3 separate regions of the Zea mays genome follow, and regions 1 and 2 are each linked to region 3. The links are chromatin contacts, called in public Hi-C maps. All regions are on one chromosome and are shown on one strand. Each heading gives the region's core, a stretch centred on a gene start, on an enhancer-like site or on the middle of the called end of the contact. The rest is flanking DNA. Distances are from core to core; before and after follow the strand shown. Region 1 holds the start of LOC103651236. Region 2 holds the start of LOC100382457. Region 3 holds the start of LOC103651238 (protein STICHEL-like 3).

Region 1 (3,455 bases), core at 23-2,522, 350 kb before region 3:
GGCGAAAGCCGCGAGGATCGCCGGGTAGTGCCGCGGCGAGTTGAGCACGAGGTACGTCTCCAGCAGCCGCTCCGCGCTGTGCTCGCCTTCGTCGTCGCCGCCGCCTCCGGCCCCGCCAGCGGGCCACTCTGCGATCATCTCCTGCATGGACTTGCGGAAGTCCTCGTACGGGTCGGCCGACCGCTTGACCACCGCGAACCCGCCGTCCGTCGCCGACGAGCCGCGCGGGAGCTCGAAGCTGTACCGGCAGCTCTGCGACGCGCCGCGGCGCGGGGGCGCCGGCGCCGGCGCCAGCGCCAGCGCGCGGCACGGGCCCGAGACGGACGCGCGCCCCCTGCTGGCGCTGGCGTTCCGGCGCGGGCAGCTGTAGAAGTCGGACGAGTCGGACGACAAGCTCCGCGACGAGAAGAGGTTCCTCGAGTCCTCGTCGTACTCGTCGTCGGACGACGAGCTGCTGGCCAGGCGGCGCGACGACGGCCGGCGCGAGGAGCCCCGCCCCTGCTTCCACCTCGCCAGCGGCGGCAGCGGCGGCAGGCGCGCCACGGACGGCGAGGACGGCGGGCACTTGCGGCCCTCCCACTCGCCGCCGGACTCGTGCGGCAACAGCCCGGGCCCCGCGGCCGTGGACCGCCGGTCCGCCCTCCTGCCGGCGGCGTCGAGGGAGAGGAGGAGGGACGGGTCCGCCGCGTCGACGGAGCGGCGGCCCGCGCAGTCGATGGTGATGTGAACCAGCGGCGCGGACAGGGACAGGCGGCGGTCGGCGACCCCACCACCACCTCCGGGCTTCTTGCCGCTGCCGAGGCTGGAGTACGACGGGAATGCCAGCGGCGGCGGCGGCTTCGCCTCGTCCTCGCCGTCGCGGCGCTTCCTGCTGCCGCCCCCCGCGCGCCGGGAGAACACCGAGAGCATCGCCGCGAGCCGGTGCTTCAGCTTCTTACGCCCGGCGCCAGCGCCAGCGCCCGACACGGAGTCCTCCATGGCCTCGCGGAGGTGCATGCGCAGATGTGCTCTTGCTTGATTCCGCCGGTTGCCTTGCCTCTGCTTCTGCTCTGAGCGTGCGTGGGCCGTGTGGTCTGGTCTGTGGAGAGAAGGCGCCAAGGCGGGGACGTTCGCGGGAGCGGGTGTTGTGTTGTTGGTCTATCGCATTCGTGCCGAGCTAATGCGGCCTCGCGCGCGCGGCTTTAACCGCCCGTGCCGCGAGCTAGGAACAAAAAAACTGCCAGGTCCGTCCGGCCGCCCAGGCAGACAGAGACATGGCCTGGTGTGGTAGGGGTGGGCAACCCTCGGGTCGTGGCGTGGGCGGTTGGCGCGCTCTCGCTCGCACGTAACGTAAGCGGGGGAGAAGAGATGGCCCGAGACGTGCCGTTACGGCCGTACGGACGGCCACCACGTCGTTCGCGGCCGCCGGATGCCGTATTCGCTGTGTCCCAGATGCTTTTACTATTCTTCCTGGATTTAGGTTACGAACAAGGGATACGTACAAGATTGGTTCGTGCCATGCTAGTGTCGCGTTGTTGTGCCGCGTCGCATTGCATTGCATGGGGATGCCCGATGGGACCGGGGCCGCCTGGCGTGGGGCCGCAGGGGGGGGGCTCCTGAGTCCTGCGCGCCCGCGCTGCGTGTTTTCGCCGGAGTCAGCTCAGCTCAGCCCTCAGCTGGTTGAAAGTAGAGCTTTTCCGTGAAGGGAACAGCAACAGCTACAGCTTTGTGATGGCAGACTGGCTCAAAACAGAACACACTGGAGCAAGGCGGGCCGCAGCACAGTTTGGGCGAAGTAAAGACTAAAGACACGGGAGGAGTAGATCGATCAGTCGGCTGCGCTTTCCGTGCGATCAACTGCCCTTTACTGCAAGGCTGCAACCTGCAACTGCTCCCCCAGCCGCTGTGCATGATGCCGGCGAGTACCGGGCATTGACTACGGCAACTCCACTCTGCACTGTACACCACTGCTGCCACGGCACAGCTGTCTACTATACTTACTACAAATACGTAGCTGAACGACACACCCAGCACAAAAAAAAAGCAACAGCTTGTTAGCGTGCTGTTTCTCCCATGGCATCAGCGCTTGCATTGTTTAGCGGCGAACGCGTGCTTGCTCCAGCTGTGGTTAGGCAGACGACCTGTTCTCTTCTCTTGGATTATACAAGCATCTATCTATCGCGTAGACGGCGCACGGCTTTTTAAGACGTGGCCCTAATAAGGACAAACGTGTGTTTTTTTAGGAGGAAGACATGGGTGTCAGAACTTTAAACTATAGAGGTGTAGGGCAGATGGACTACTGAAAGCCTACTGTTTCACCAGGATCAACAAAATTACAGCCAAGTCTGCCTGGAGTAAAATATTACCAGCATTCTGTCAGTCTCCAGGCGAACCTGTACCGGTCCACTGGCTCCTTTCTCAGGTATATTTTACAAAGGACACTGTGTGATAGAAAGGGATCCCAATAATGTGGCGCTCTCAATACATTCTGTACACCACAAAGCCAGTTCTTAACAGGTCAGGTTCATGCACCTCCTGCCATTTGTATGCTGCAGGGTCCAAGGGAGCATATGATATAGGTGGCAGACAAAAAAGTGAGATTCCCGCTGGTGATTAGCTAACACCAGAATTTATTAATCATTTAACCCCACAGTATACACAAGCCTATAATCAGATGGGAACAAGGGGAAAACGTTGGTTGGGATTGTACGTGTACACAATAGAAATAAAGAAAAAAACCATGATCAGCTGATTTTAGCACCTTGTCCGCATCCCCAGAGTGTTGATTGGGTAATCATGTACAGGGGGCCATATTGGACAGTCAACAGCTCAAAAGGCTGGATTAGTTGGTGCGAACGCCTGATTGCGGAGGCGCCGACTGCTGAATGTCCATGCATCAATGGACGACAGTGCTTTGCATGCTGTTCTAGTTGCTTCGCCCTGGTTTGGTTATCATTGCATCTCAATGCTTGAGCCAATAATTCCTAAGCTGAGACATGTGCAGGAGTATCTCGTCGCGGCCCTGGTTGGTCACGCTGCTCGTCATGATCCAAGGAGGCGCGGCCTCGAAGTATTCGCGGATTAGGCCCTGGAAAGTTTCCACGTTTTCTTCAGGTTTCCTGCCGCCGTTCTTCTTCTTCTTGCGCTTGTCACATTTTGTGAACACAAGGGTCATGGGAACCTGAACAGAACAGGTATAAAACATATACTAAAAACTGAAATGTGCCAGATTTATTGCTCAACAACCGATAAATTCTTCACATGGGTAAACAATAATGCATGCCTGGATGCAGATGTGACGGCAAGCACATTACTAGTTACTAAATCCGACTGTACACAAGTACATCAATTACTGTATGTCAGCTGGTGTCCCCAGGACCAAGGCTCATGCCAACGTTGATAGGTCATCTAAGACTATCTACAGCAACTTACCCATACCCATATTTAAACTTCGCTCTGCGAACTGCGCAGTCTAT
Region 2 (3,670 bases), core at 356-2,855, 300 kb after region 3:
CATACGTTAGGGTGTGCCAGGGGTTTTGTGTACAAGGGCTTAGGGGGGTTACGTTTACATACGTGCATGGGCCCGTGAAGGGCGGCGTGTTGGGGTCGTACGGCGTTGGGGTAGTCGGTGTTGGCGTCAGTGGAGAGAACGGTGGTGATGTGCTGATAGGCGGTAACGGCACTTGTGGAGTCGGCGTGTACCCACCACCGCCGCCAGGCGTGGTCGGGGAGGTTTCAGAGGACGGTGAAGGGGGGCCATAGTAGCCGCCGCCGCCACTGCCGCCAGGGGTTGTGGGGGAAGTATCACTGGACGGCGATGGAGGGCCGTAGTAGCCGCCGCCAGGAGTGGTCGGCGAAGTGTCACTGGACGGCGACGGAGGTCCGTAGTAGCCACCACTAGGCGCAGACGGTGTGGTCGGAGAGGTGTCAGAAGACGGCGAAGGAGGGCCATAGTACCCACCACCACCACCAGGCGTCGATGGAGAGGTGTCACTGGATGGCGAAGGGGGAGCACTACACCCTCCACCACCACCTCCAGGCGTCGACGGAGAGGTGCCACTGGACGGCGGAGGGGTTGCGCTACACCCTCCATCACTACCTCCAGGTGTCGATGGAGAGGTGTCACTGGACGGCGAAGGGGGAGCACTATACCCTCCACCATCACCGCCAGGCGGCGACGTCGGGGAGGTGTCAGAGGACGGCGAGGGAGGTCCGTAGTACCCACCACCACCTCCGGGCGTTGATGGAGAGCTGCCACTAGACGGCGAAGGGGGAGCACTACACCCTCCAGTACCACCACCGCCGGGCGTGGTCGGGGAGGTGTCAGAGGACGGCGAGGGAGGCCCATAGTACCCACCACCACCTCCAGGTGTCGGTGGAGAAGTATCACTGGACGGCGAAGGGGGGACACTACAGCCACCACCACCTCCGGGCGTCGATGGGGAGGTATCACTGGACGGCGAAGGAGGAGCACTGTATCCGCCGCCGCCACCGCCAGGAGGCGTCACCGGGGAGGTGTCAGATGATGGCGAGGGGGGACCGTAGTAGCCACCACCGGGCGTCGTCGGGGAGGTGTCGCTGGACGGTGACGGGGGAGCATCGTACCCGCCGCTACCGCCTGGAGCTGTCGGTGTGGTCGGGGAAGTGCCGATGTCTGGCGAAGGCGGGTAGTAGCTGCCGCCGCCGGGTGTGGTTGGCGTGGTCGGCGAGGTGCCGATGGACGGCGGGCAGGGCGGAGTCCCGTGTGAGCCTGCAAGGAAAGAGCGCACACAACGTCGTGTCAGTTGAGAGAATACGAAGAAACTGGAAGTCGTGGCTCGTGGGCCTCGAACCGGGAGAGTGGTCCGGGTCGGCGGGGTCCTTCCGGCCGCCGAAAGGCTCGCCATCGCGGAGACGGCGCGCAGCATTCTTCAGGCGGCCAAAAGGCTCGCCCTCGTCGAGCACACGCGCTGCCGCGGCGTACGCCAGCAAGAGGCAGCAGCAAACGAACACGAGAGCCGGCCTAGTAGCCATCTCCACACTCCTTGCAAGGAGGCAATGAGCTAGCTGAAGCTTGCTGGAGGTTTACAGGGTAGTGAGCTTTCCAGCTAGCCTTACTAGCTGCTGGTCTACTATATAACACAGCTCGCGCCTTCTCGTTCGCATATAAAAATCTGCTGCATCGTGCACAGGGCAAAGGATAGCGCACCGAATAAATGCACTGAATCAAAAGACTGACACTCCTAGAGGGAAGAGAGTCCGGCCGAGGTAGCTGGGGTGAACACCGCGCAGTTCACCGAAATGGAAATGGGCCGTAACGCCACGTCTTGATGGGCCGGCACCATCGTACCATCCTTTCACTATCGCGTGACCCAGTTCCGACTTGCACGCACCGACGCGCCACGAACGAACGCCATGCATGCACTGCTGCGGAACTCTGCCGCCCGCTGCGCCAGCGCCAGTATGCACCGTGGTCGACGGCCATGTGCAGGCGGTGCCGTCGTGTCGTCGTCGCCGCGCCGAGCGCGTGCACGCGGCGCGACGAGGGTTAGTTCTCGAACAGCACTTCAGCAAGCTAAGGGGGCACGGTGATGGGGCGTACGTCGTCCGCGCATCACGTACATGCATGGCTGCATGCATGCGTGCCTTGCAGGTGTGGCGTTAATGGCCGGTGTCCGGTCCATTTTCATCAGTCTCCTCCCTCCAATAGTTCAAGAATTTACTCTCAGCTAGCTACCATCGCTGTGGCTCCATAAGTTCCATGCGTGGGGCAGGCAGTGCGCGTCGGCGTGGCAGAGCGACACGGATGTGGCACCTGTACGAGCTGGACTGTGGCTTCAGAGGGAGAAATCAATGGCGCGGGCAGAGGTTGTTTCTCGAACTGTTTGTGTTTGGACTTCAAGTTTTCAACCATCCACCTAGCACCGAGACACCGAGTACAGAGGCACAGTACGTATTTGGAGCCAGCTTTGTGACCATGTGGTGGCAGCAGTGCCAATGTATGTGTATCAGTTATCAAAATGCCTTCGGGTGATCGTCTGCCTTGGATTGGATTGGATTGGATGCAAGATATGAATATGATGCATGTGAGGATGAAAACAAACGAGTAACAAACCGAGTATAAAAATAAAGTAGCATGTTTAGGAGTTAGGGGTGCGTTTGGTTACAATGACAGAACGGGTCGACATGAGACGATCCCTTAAATAAAATTGTTTGGTTAAGGTTTAAGGTTTAGAACAGGACTATCTCACTGTTGTCTCCAGTTGTCCCTCAAAATTGGAGCGACGAGAGAGAACACCAGGGGACGTCCTTGTCCACGCTGTCCTGCAACCAAATGCACCATATGACGTCGTCAAAGGCCATCAAAAGATATAAAAAAATAAATTTCAAAATTTAACAATTTTAAATGTATATTTGAGACTCTAAATAACTTTAAATCTAAAAAATTATAGGTCGCATTATGAAATACAAATTCCGTGTACGTGTAGGCCATGTTAACATCGAAGATGAGTCAAAAGTTCCTAAATTAATTTTCTATTTTTGAGAAACTAAAACTAAATTTGAACTCTAATAAATAGTTTCAAATAAAAACGCATCAACTATAAACTTGTGGATCACATCGACCTCTGTAACTTTAGTATGAATTTGGTCTTCATCCGACTTTATACGAAAAATATGAATTATTTTTACATAATTGGTTTTAAAAATAGTCCCTAAGTCTTAAGCGAATCAGTTAATCAATTTGTACGGGCGGCATCTAATGCCTTTGTAAGGAGTTGTTTAATAAAGATGGTCTCTTTAAAATATACACATTTGTAAATAATTAACATAGCTATCGATTGTTCCGACCTGTCCTACCGTTTACATAGGTGGCTCCTATAAAAACATGTCTACCATATTTATCAGGACGTCTGTCTTTAATAAATTCTTTTTAGTAGTGGGGGAGTGGGACTACGAAGCAATAACCAACGAAAACATTGATCTACGTAACTAACATATGAAATTAGATACGTTAAGAGCAAAAAAGTATTTTTCAAACTATATTATATATTGACAGAAAGCACATTGCAATCTTACGCAAGAAACTCCCGGGCAAAGCATTAGAGAGAAAAAGAAGAAACATTTGTAGTTGCGCCAAACGGAAATGAGGGCTCTGTTATTCTTAAAACGGCCAGGTGTCTTAGAGTCAGTTTAAACGCATT
Region 3 (3,492 bases), core at 300-2,799:
ATTAGCCCACAGCTTATCCACATGCTGATGACAGCATGGGAGTCGTCGTAGTAAGTACTGCGCTACTAGCTCATATGGAAGCTGATCTATTCGCAACTTTTTATTTATCGCAGCCAGTGCAACTAGATGTGCTCCTAGCAGTTTTAGTGATGAAAAAGTAGCTAGCTCACTAAAGTACGTCAAGTTGTGCGTCTATATATCCTCTATCAAATCTTGCTGGAGAAAAACAAAGGAGATGCGCTTATTAGCACACTCAATTTTGTGACGGTGGTGGTGGTTAAGATTTGATAGGGAAATTGTGTGCCATGCATGGGAAAGGAGTGACCTAGAAGGTTTTAGATGTGACTGATGCACAATACTATCAACTATGGTCTTCTGTTCTATTTACCATCTTTTAATATGTCGAGGGGAGTTAAATGTCCAGCGGCACATGAACTTATTAAGTGTATGCATCGTGTGTAAGTAGTATAACCCCTCCCGCATAAGACTTTCTCTGGGTATTCTAATATTCAATCTCGAATCCACATGTATTTTATTATATTTAATAGTCAGTGATTTGCATTTGAATATTTTATGTGACTTCAATTAAACTTTGGTTAAAAAACAAATATCCACCGGCACCAAGAGCCTAGATTCTGACAGCGCACTCGAAGGCGGCGCATGGGCCTCCTCGCTTTCAGCGCCACTTGGTCATGCGCAGTGCCGGCACGAATCCTGAATCGACCGCCCGTCTCCATTTGACAGATGCTGCATGAGAATCTCAAGTAGTAGTAGTAATGATTTGGCCGCCGGCGACGCCGTCGTTCAGCAGTGTGCGCCGTACAGGAACCGGCATTGTCCTGCGATCTAGCCGTTCCCCAAAACGGACCAGACCGACGGACGGCGCGTCCTGCTGCTCAGGCCCTGTCACCCGCCGGTCGCTCTTTATTTTCGTACCCTAGCCCAAACACCCCCCGAACCCAAAAAATCATTAGCAAGTGCACCGTGCGCCCAGGCAGATTCATCTCGTAATTACTCAGCAGTACTAGATGCCCGCGGCCTCTAACTCGTCGGGTTCGACGGCGGCCGGACGGCCGGAGAACGTGTAGACTGTAGCCTGCCGGCCGCGCTCGCTAGAACAGGGAGGCGACGCCGTGCATGCACCAGCCGACCTGTACGCGCACTTTTTCTTTTGCAGGCGGGAAGCGGGATGCTTGCTTTGATCACGCGAACCGTAGCGTAGCCAAAGCCCACGCTACATTGCATTGCAGCGCTCCAACAGCAAGCCAAACACGACGAAACGCTCCCGGCCCCAGCTGCTTGTTATGCCGGGTGCCCGTAGCGCCGCCGTGCCGCAGACGCGCGGACCCCTGGGCCCATTGCCCTCGTGGCCCCGTGCCGTGCTCTGGCTTCCTTTCTGAACGGATCCCCTCCCCCACCAAAAAAAAAAAAAAACTCCGACGCCTTGGGCCGTTGGACGCAACTCGCGAGCCCCCCGAAAGCACCGCCCGCTCCCACACCCGGCACGAGGCGGAGGCACCCACACCCACTCCGGTCACCCAACTTGACTCGCCCTCCCCCTACCTCCGTCGCTCTTCCCGTGAAACCCTCCAGGATCCAACGAAAAAGGCGAAATCTCCGAACCACACCGCCATAATCACACACGCCAACCGGCGGCCCAGGGCCGGCTTTCCCCCCTGGTTCCCTCCTCAAATGGCCTAGCGGAGGCGGGTGTCTCTTTTCTTTCCCCTCGCGTCGCGCCTCAGTGAGGGCAAGGTAGAGTGGCACTGGGAAAGACGCGCGCCGTGCCGCCTCGCAATGCCCGCTCCCGACCGTGCCACGGCGGGGGGCGGTGCCGGGGGCCACTTCCGCGGCCACGCGCACCTCACCAACTGCATCCACCTGCGCCACCACCACGCGCACGCGCACGCGGGAGCGGGAGGCGCGTCGTCGTCGGGCCGGAGGCGGAGCCCGGCGTCCGCGTCGCTGATGCGCGACCTTCTCGCGCTGCAGCGCTCGCGATCGCTCCGGGACCCGTCCACGCGCCGCTCCGTCGAGTCGTCCAGGGTGGCGGCCGACCCCGACGATGGCACCGACGACGACGACGACGACGACGCCGATCTCCCCGCCAAGTCCCGCCGCAGCGCCGGGGCGCTCAAGACGCTCCTGGACCAGCTAGCCGAGAACCCCCATCCGAAGCCCGGCCGCCGCCCGCCCCGCCGGTTCAAACGTCGGGCAGGCCGCCGCGCCGCCGCTGCCAGCAAGCCTCCAGACCGCGCGGCCGCGCTCTCCGTCAACTCCAGCTCCCAGGAGGCCGTCTGCGGCAACAAATACCTGTTCCATGGCGGCGGCGGCGGCGACGACGACGGCGATGGCGTGGTGGAGCTGCAGCAGCATTTGCCGCAGGACTCGCGCAACGTCTGTGGCATTCCATGGAACTGGTCGCGTCTGCACCACCGGGGCAAGTCTATCCTCGACATGGCCGGCCGCAGCCTTTCGTGCGGCCTCTCCGACTCCAAGTCGGCGGCGGGGCGAAAGTCCGAAGCGCCCGCCGCCTCAGGTGTCCGTCCCCTTTTCCCCGTTAAGTCCGAGAGGCTGGCTTCGTCGACCAGTTCGGACTCGGACGCGCTGCCCCTGCTTGTTGAGGAGGCTGCCACCTCCGGTGCTCGCAAACGCATTGGCGTCATTTCTTCTGGAAGCTACTCCGGAGAGCTTGGGATTTTCTCTAACCAGACAAGCGAGATGGACTCCGACCTGCTGTCTGAGTCTCAGTCGGGGCACAAGTCACTGGCCTCGCGCTCGCAGCATGGCCGTGGGCGTCATCGTAGCCTGACACAGAAGTTCGCACCAAAGACGTTCAAAGACGTTGTTGGCCAGAGCTTGGTGGTGCAGGCGCTGTCCAACGCCATCCTGAGGAGGAAGATTGGGTTGGTGTATGTATTCTATGGTCCGCACGGCACGGGCAAGACTTCGTGCGCCCGTGTCTTTGCCAAGGCGCTCAATTGCCTCTCCTCTGAGCACCCCAGGCCCTGTGACTCATGCACGTCGTGCATTGCTCACAATCTCGGCAAGAGCAGGAGCCTGATGGAGATTGGGCCGGTTGGCAACATCGACATGGAGGGCATTGTGGACGTCCTCGATAATGTGATGCTTTCACCTGCACCATCACACTACAGGGTGTTTATATTTGATGACTGTGATACTCTGCCAGCTGACACTTGGAGTGCTATCTCAAAAGTTGTGGACCGGGCACCCCGTCGAGTTGTGTTTATCCTTGTCAGTCCAAACCTTGAACTTCCTCACATCATCCTGTCGAGATGCCAGAAGTTCTTTTTCCCAAAGCTGAGGGAGTCCGACATTGTCAATACATTGCAGTGGATTTGCACCAGCGAGAGTCTAGATGTTGATAAAGATGCAATGAAGCTAATTGCATCTCGTTCCGATGGATCTTTGAGGGATGCCGAGATGACTCTTGATCAACTCAGTTTGCTTGGACAAAGGATTTCCTTGTCT

The links. A called contact is a pair of places that touch in the nucleus more often than the background predicts.
Region 1: a contact with region 3 is called in a Hi-C map of ear, with 2.2 times the contacts expected there. The contact joins the promoter of LOC103651236 here to the promoter of LOC103651238 in region 3. A contact is called at or near these places in 4 of 25 Hi-C or Micro-C datasets (ear, endosperm, root tip and 1 more).
Region 2: a Hi-C map of tassel shows a contact between it and region 3, with 2.4 times the contacts expected there. The contact joins the promoter of LOC100382457 here to the promoter of LOC103651238 in region 3. A contact is called at or near these places in 2 of 25 Hi-C or Micro-C datasets (leaf and tassel).

The regions. Positions count from the first base shown.
Region 1 is chr3:205,888,498-205,891,952 of Zm-B73-REFERENCE-NAM-5.0, forward strand. It overlaps LOC103651236, which reads right to left and starts at 1,273. Exons shown (of 1, transcript XM_008676854.4): 1 at 1-1,273. The coding sequence starts at 996. LOC100272283 reads right to left here. Exons shown (of 5, transcript NM_001146770.1): 5 at 2,595-3,160. The coding sequence ends at 2,942.
Region 2 is chr3:206,542,386-206,546,055 of Zm-B73-REFERENCE-NAM-5.0, forward strand. LOC100382457 reads right to left here and starts at 1,606. Exons shown (of 3, transcript NM_001321426.1): 1 at 1,322-1,606; 2 at 63-1,239. The coding sequence starts at 1,502.
Region 3 is chr3:206,241,152-206,244,643 of Zm-B73-REFERENCE-NAM-5.0, forward strand. It overlaps LOC103651238 (protein STICHEL-like 3), which reads left to right and starts at 1,550. Exons shown (of 7, transcript NM_001364965.1): 1 at 1,550-3,492. The coding sequence starts at 1,798.